Linked DNA regions of Mus musculus: region 2 is linked to region 1. The links are chromatin contacts, called in public promoter capture Hi-C maps. All regions are on one chromosome and are shown on one strand. Each heading gives the region's core, a stretch centred on a gene start, on an enhancer-like site or on the middle of the called end of the contact. The rest is flanking DNA. Distances are from core to core; before and after follow the strand shown.

Region 1 (3,108 bases), core at 282-2,781:
GTTTGGTTTTGGTTTGGTTTTTTTGGAGTCTAACTTCTTGAATTCTTTGTATATTTATATATTTTGGATATTAGCCCACTGTCTGATGAAGAGTTAGTGAAGATCTTTGCCCAGTCTGCCATTTTGTCCCATTGACAATGTCCTTTGCCTTACCAAAAAAAAAAGTTTTGTCCCACATTGCTGGACTTTTTTATCTGTTGATCTTTTGCTTGTATTATGGTTTCTGATTTTGTGTTTTTTATAGAGTTGTCTGTATTTGTGTGCTTCTATGTGTACATATCTCTGTACATTTGTGTTTATTGTGCTTTTCCTTTGTTTTATTTGTTTCATAGTTTTATTTTTAAACTACCTGTCTGTTTTCTAGAGAGAGGAAAAGGGCATGGAATTTCAATGGCGAGAAGGTAGGAGTGATTTGGAAGAAGATGGGGGAAAGAAAGCAGTGATCAGGATATATTATATGGAAAAACATTAAGTTTTATAAAGTATCATTGTATTCTATAAAAGAAAGAAATCTGAGTTAGACAGTTTGAACTAAAACAAAACGATTGGTGATATCCAGAATGAGTCTCTTTCCCGACTGATAAACTGTCCAACAATAAAATATTTATGGTCTTTTAATATATATATTTACATTTTCATGGTCTTCCCCTGAACTCAAAGATAATTACCAGATGACTCTCACTCAGTAGTGACTCACCTTGAAGACATGATCACATTTCTTACCTCTTATAAACGTACTTTAAAGATAAGTTTCAAGTTTAACCTTGCCATCATAAAATAATTCCTCAGTTCACACAGCTGTATCAGTGTATATAGGTAGATATTTATATGAATTACTATGATATGTGTCTTGTCCTAAATACGACCTTAACTTGTTAATAAATATAATATATAAAAAATCCTAATGTACCTAGTAGTCAAAAACAAACAAAACAAAACAAAAACAAAAAATCCACACCAAGGTCCCTTCTGTGTGTATCTCATCAACAATACACCATCCAGCTGTAAGTTAGCTTGAATTATTTACCTTTCTGTTACTCTCTTCTTGTTATTCAAAATACAGTAAATATCACTTCTAATGGAAAACAGAAAAAAAAGAATCACTTGGATTTGGTCGTACTTGGATTTGGATTTTTCACCTGAAGCTGAAGGGAGATGGGCGGACCTGATTGGAGTTAGGGGTGGGCCAGATAGGGGCGGGGCTAGGGGCGGGCAGAGCAGAAGGGCGGGGCTAGGGGCGGGCCGGATGGGGGCGGGACTAGGGGCGGCCCGGGTAGAAGGGCGGGACTAGCGGTGGACCGGCTAAGAGGGTTTGGCTAGGGGCGGGACACCCAGTAGGGCGGGGCCAGAGGTTGACTGGCTGGCGAAGGAGGAACTAGGGGGCTCTCCAGCCAGGTAAAGGACGGGGCGGCAGGCGGGTCCTGCTGGTAAAGCCCGAAGGAAGGGCGGGCCGCCAAGGCGAGGGGCGTGGAGAGGGCGGGGCTTTTCGGCGCGCTGACGTCAGACCAGGCTGCGACGCCGGCGGCCGTCCAGAGCTGAAGCGGCGGAGGTGTGTGTAGCGGAGCCGGGCCTGAGCAGACGCGGGCCGAAGCTCCTGGCTCAGCGGCGGCGGCTCCGGGGCGGGGGCGCCAGCGGCAAAGCCCCCTCCCCGGGGAGGCGGGGCCGGGCCGGCGCCTGGGAACCATGCATCAGAAGCTGCTGAAGAGTGCGCACTACATCGAGCTGGGCAGCTACCAATACTGGCCGGTCCTGGTACCCCGCGGCATCCGCCTCTACACCTATGAACAGATCCCGGTATCCCTCAAAGACAACCCCTACATCACCGACGGCTACCGGGCCTACCTTCCTTCCAGACTGTGTATCAAAAGGTACAGTGGCTGCTCCCTGCGGCGCATCCTCTCCTCTCACGCTTTTTGTCTGCTCTCCCCATCTTTCTCCGCTATTCTCTGTGCGCATCAATTCCTCACCTTTGGGCCCTTTATCTTTTTTCTGCTCTCTCTCCTCCGCGGGCCCTTGATCCACGAAATAACAATGATATTTACAGTGGTCATCGTTCCCTTCTCCATTGGCCCTTTGCTGTTTACAAAGCGCTTTTACATCCTTTTTTCCATTTGGTAATCACTGGGGATATGGGTTGGAATCTTCCCTACTGACAAAGGCCGAACCTTATTTGCTTTGTATACCTGAGCTGTGTTTCTAGGGCAGCTCTGTGGGGATTCAGAAGTGTTGGCCAGCTGAATGTCCATTCAATAGCAGACAGGTCCACATTGTTGTGCATATGTATGTGGGAAGCCCTGATTCATTCAATCATCTACCAAATGCGCATTGAGGCTCTGCTAGCTAATAGGCACTATACCAGTTGCAGAAGGCAGGCATGGTCCTCGTTCCCATGAAGCTGCTGAGGTCTAGCCTGAGTGGCAGACACTAAAGGGATAATTACACTATTACATAATAGTAATTGTGGAAAGTGCTGTGTAGGAGAAACCCTGTAGCAAAGAACTCTGAAAGGGGACAGCCAGACCAACAGAACACCTTAGAAGCCTCCAAACAACATGGGTTTGTTGATTTAGAGCTTTAAAATGAGAGTCTCAGAAGCTTCTGTTTAAAAAGAAAATTTTAAAAATGGCTTTGGTTTTCAGGGTAGTCTTCTGTCAGACCTCACTGTATGTACTAAAGTTTTTGCTCTATCAGAAGCATGGTGCAGCCCTCCAGGTCACTGGAGTGGCCATCTCTGCTTCCCACAGTGTGGGCTGTTGAATTGCCCAACTAGCAGCCACGTGTGCGTTTATTGATCTCTCCAGCACAGTCTTTCCCCATCCCATTTCTTTTTGTACTGCCTTGAAAGGATTTTTGTGGCCTTGTTTGAATGGATGACCAAGTGGATGTCACAATTTGAGTTTTAATTACTGCTTTATCTCCCCAGTGCTTCTGGTACATAATTAAGAAATCAGAGCTAGGCCCTGCTGTGGGGATGGAGGAGACAGGCCAGAAGTGGACTGCTGTGAATATTGTACCCACCCAGCAGTGCTCCTCTGCATTCTGATGTCTTGAGTCCAAATCTGAAGGAGTTGAAACCAGGACTTATAAAACGTTAGATCTTGAGTTGTT
Region 2 (3,250 bases), core at 257-2,756, 700 kb before region 1:
TTTTGCTTGTTTCTTTTACAATGAAAGGTTTGAAAAGTTTATAAGAATAAAGCAAATTGATTTTGATTTTTTTAAATCACTTAGCACAAAAGTAAAAATTAGCTTGTGAGTCTGGGGAGAAGGCCTGCTGGTAGAGAGCTCGAAATACAAGCCTCAGGACATCGGTTTGGATACCCAGATTTACAAAAAAATGTCAGCAATTTGATATATGCTTGTAATCCCTTTGCTTCTGTCTTCATTGCATCACTAGAAATGGGTCTAGTTAGGCTATTTCTTTGTGTCTGAGTGAATTTTGGAATTTTTCCTTTCTTTTTCACATAAATTTATATAACTTCTGCCATGCATTTATCCAATGACTATACTTATAATCTGTTATAATGTATCTATAAGGCTGCTCATTACAATATTTATAAGAGAAAAATAAAAGAACACAAGAGCCCTTTAGGAATACAACAACTTTAACTATGGTTTGTAGTGTGTAATAATTTAAGAGAATTAGGTCTATACAGGAAGAAAAGGAAAACTGCTAATGTACATTGAGTATAAAGAAAATTATGTATTATACTATGCTTTTTGTAAATCTTCACAAGAATATATGGCTAGAGAGATAGACTGGCATACACTCATACATGCACGAATGCTTCAAAAAAATGGAGAGCTCTTAGCTCTTCAACATCTGGAGATTGTCACTAAAGGTAACAGAAAAAAATCTTCTTATTTGAATTTTATGAGAATTATTTATTTTAAAAATATTCATTTATTTTATGTGTATGTGCTTACGTATATGTTTGTGCTCCTCATGCATAGAGGAGCCCAATAATGTGAGAAGAGGCATGAGATCTGAAACTGTAGTTACAGATGGTCACTACCCAACTTTTGAGTTCTGGGAGCTGAACCTGGGTCATCTGCAAGAGCCAAAAGTACTCTTTATGGCTGTCTCTCCAGACTCAATAATTTTTATTTTAAAAAGATATTGAGAGGTGTTGAAAACTAGAAACCGGGCATTATTTTTTCTTAGGATTTTATTGGGGAAAGAAAAACTCAATAATTCAAAAATGGAAAACATATATTAGATATATGCTTAGATGTGAGATAAGTTTGTGTCTAAATGTACCCATTCTAAGAGTACCCCCATTGTGGAGACATTTGTTTAGGGATTGAACAGATGTTGTTATTCATACCCAGTCAAATAAATGTATACTCATGAAGTTTCACCATGGCTATAGGGCCTCAAAAAACTATCCTTCCACACACTGTTTATCTTGTATTCTACCTTCAATGTTTTTCAAAGACTAGGTCTGAGTCGCTATGAAGAAAGCCCTGAAATGGTATAGATTTTCTTTATGCTAATTTCAGACTTAGTGTTCTCAGTAGCTTGTTTTTGCTTCCCTAAATCAAAACCACATGTTGGAATTAATTCATCATGCTTCAGAAGGCTGGGCACCCCTACTCCAGGTTTCAAAGCTTACTTCCTCCTGAGGTTTCTCTGTTGACTTAGTCTTATTTCTATGTCCTCACACAGCCTCTACTCTCTGAGTGCATGCTGCTGGCCTCTGTCTTGTTTCAAAGACACCAGAAATACCAGACCAGAGCCACACCCTTGTGATCTCATTTAAGCTACATCTCCAAATGTAGTCACAGTGGGAATTAGGGGTAAATTGTGGAAACTCCAGAGTCTATTGTTTTCTGTTTATTTTGCCCAGCAATGAAGGCCTCTCCCTCTGCTCAGGCACTCTGATTCTTCTAGGACTATCTGTTCTACCTAATTCTTTCCCTTCCCTCTCCATTTGCTGTTGTATGCTGTAGTCTTCCACCTACTGTCAATATTCTTATTGCTGGGAAAGTTATTGATTGAGCTGTTCTGGCTGGTTTAAAATGATACTATATGTTGTGAACTATGAGCTCATTAGAGGTTGCCTCAAAAAAACCTTTATTGATTTGGTACAAATTCCATTCAATTTGGAACCTCTCCCATGTTTTGGAATTTTTCTTTTATCTTTTTACTGTTTTTGAAGCAGGCATTTCCCCCACTCTTTTACTATTTTACTACTATTAAAGAGAGGAGTGGGGTAAAGGGCCTTTATTTTATCATAATCTTTAATACTTGATGAATTACTATTTGTGGTTATTATTGATAACTAGGTGATGTTTTTATTGTAGATATATGAGAAAGAGAGAGAGACAGAGACACACCGAGAGATACAGAGAGACAGAGAGAACATTTAGGCACATCTGGAAGAGTCTAGAGCAGGGAGAGAAAGTAGACTGAACATGGGCAGCAGACTGGACCTAGTCAAGGCTATCTGCAATAGATGGGAGAATAGCAGGGCTGGAGAATAGAGAAAACACAGCAGCAGAAGCAGGAACAGGGCAGAGATATTGTTAGAATTCTAAAGATGGATTTCTGAACATTAAAAGTTGTTATATATTTATATACCTTTAACTTTTCCTCAAAAATGCTTCCCATGTTAATTACAATAATAATCACATTATTTCTAAGTAATTTCTTGAGATGTAACATAATTACATTATTTACCATGTCCTTTCCTCCGCTTTCTTTGTTTTTAAAGATTTATTTATTTATTTATTTATTTATTATAAGTACACTGTAGCTGTCTTCAGACACATCAGAAGAGGGCGTCAGATCACATTACAGATGGTTGTGAGCGACCATGTGGTTGCTGGGTTTTGAACTCAGGACCTCTGGAAGAGCAGTTAGTGCTCTTAACCACTGAGCCATCTCTCCAGCCCTCTCCTCTTCTTCCTAAACCTTACCATGAATCCCTCTCATTTTACTTTCTTTCAAATAAATGGCCCTTTTCAATTCTCTCTCCCTCTCCCTCTCCCTCTCCCTCTCCCTCTCCCTCTCCCTCTCCCTCTCCCTCTCCCTCTCCCTCTCCCTCTCCCTCTCCCTCTCCCTCCCTCTCTCTCTCTCTCTCTCTCTCTCTCTCTCTCTCTCTCTCTCCTTCTCTCTCTCTCCATAAACAGAACCTGATCAATCTGTATAATTTTAGGTGCATATACATGTTTTCAAGATCTGAAAACCTGCTAAAAAGAAGTATATCATGACTAGTGTAGGCAATATATTTATCTATACAGGACTAGAAAATTTATGAATTTTAGAGGAAAATCTACAGTTGCTGTCGCGTCCGCTCTCGACCAGCAAGAACGACACGACCACCAGTCCTTCTACCAGCAGCTTATTCAGCAAACTTCAGTCTTCATCTCTCTCGCTTCATCTTTTTCCTCA

What was found. Promoter capture Hi-C pulls out the DNA fragments that hold promoters and counts their contacts.
Region 2: a promoter capture Hi-C map of pre-B cells shows a contact between it and region 1, with 3 times the contacts expected there. The contact joins the enhancer-like site here to the promoter of Paqr3 in region 1. A contact is called at or near these places in 5 of 39 promoter capture datasets (the 3T3-L1 cell line, the C10 cell line, hippocampal neurons and 2 more), 2 of 15 datasets of contacts at CTCF or cohesin (large pre-B cells and pro-B cells), 4 of 484 Hi-C or Micro-C datasets (embryonic stem cells and uterus) and 1 of 9 other capture datasets (embryonic stem cells).

The regions. Positions count from the first base shown.
Region 1 is chr5:97,110,019-97,113,126 of GRCm38.p6, reverse strand. Paqr3 (progestin and adipoQ receptor family member III) reads left to right here and starts at 1,531. Exons shown (of 7, transcript NM_001359910.1): 1 at 1,531-1,868. The coding sequence starts at 1,684.
Region 2 is chr5:97,805,612-97,808,861 of GRCm38.p6, reverse strand. No RefSeq gene overlaps it. Among named protein-coding and RNA genes, the nearest start is that of Gm34097, 40 kb to the left of the region's middle. Within about 2 kb of position 1,506, at least 44 of the 459 cell types and tissues checked have an H3K27ac peak or open chromatin away from gene starts, as enhancers often do. A contact at or near this core is called in pre-B cells, pro-B cells and uterus, where this site is marked.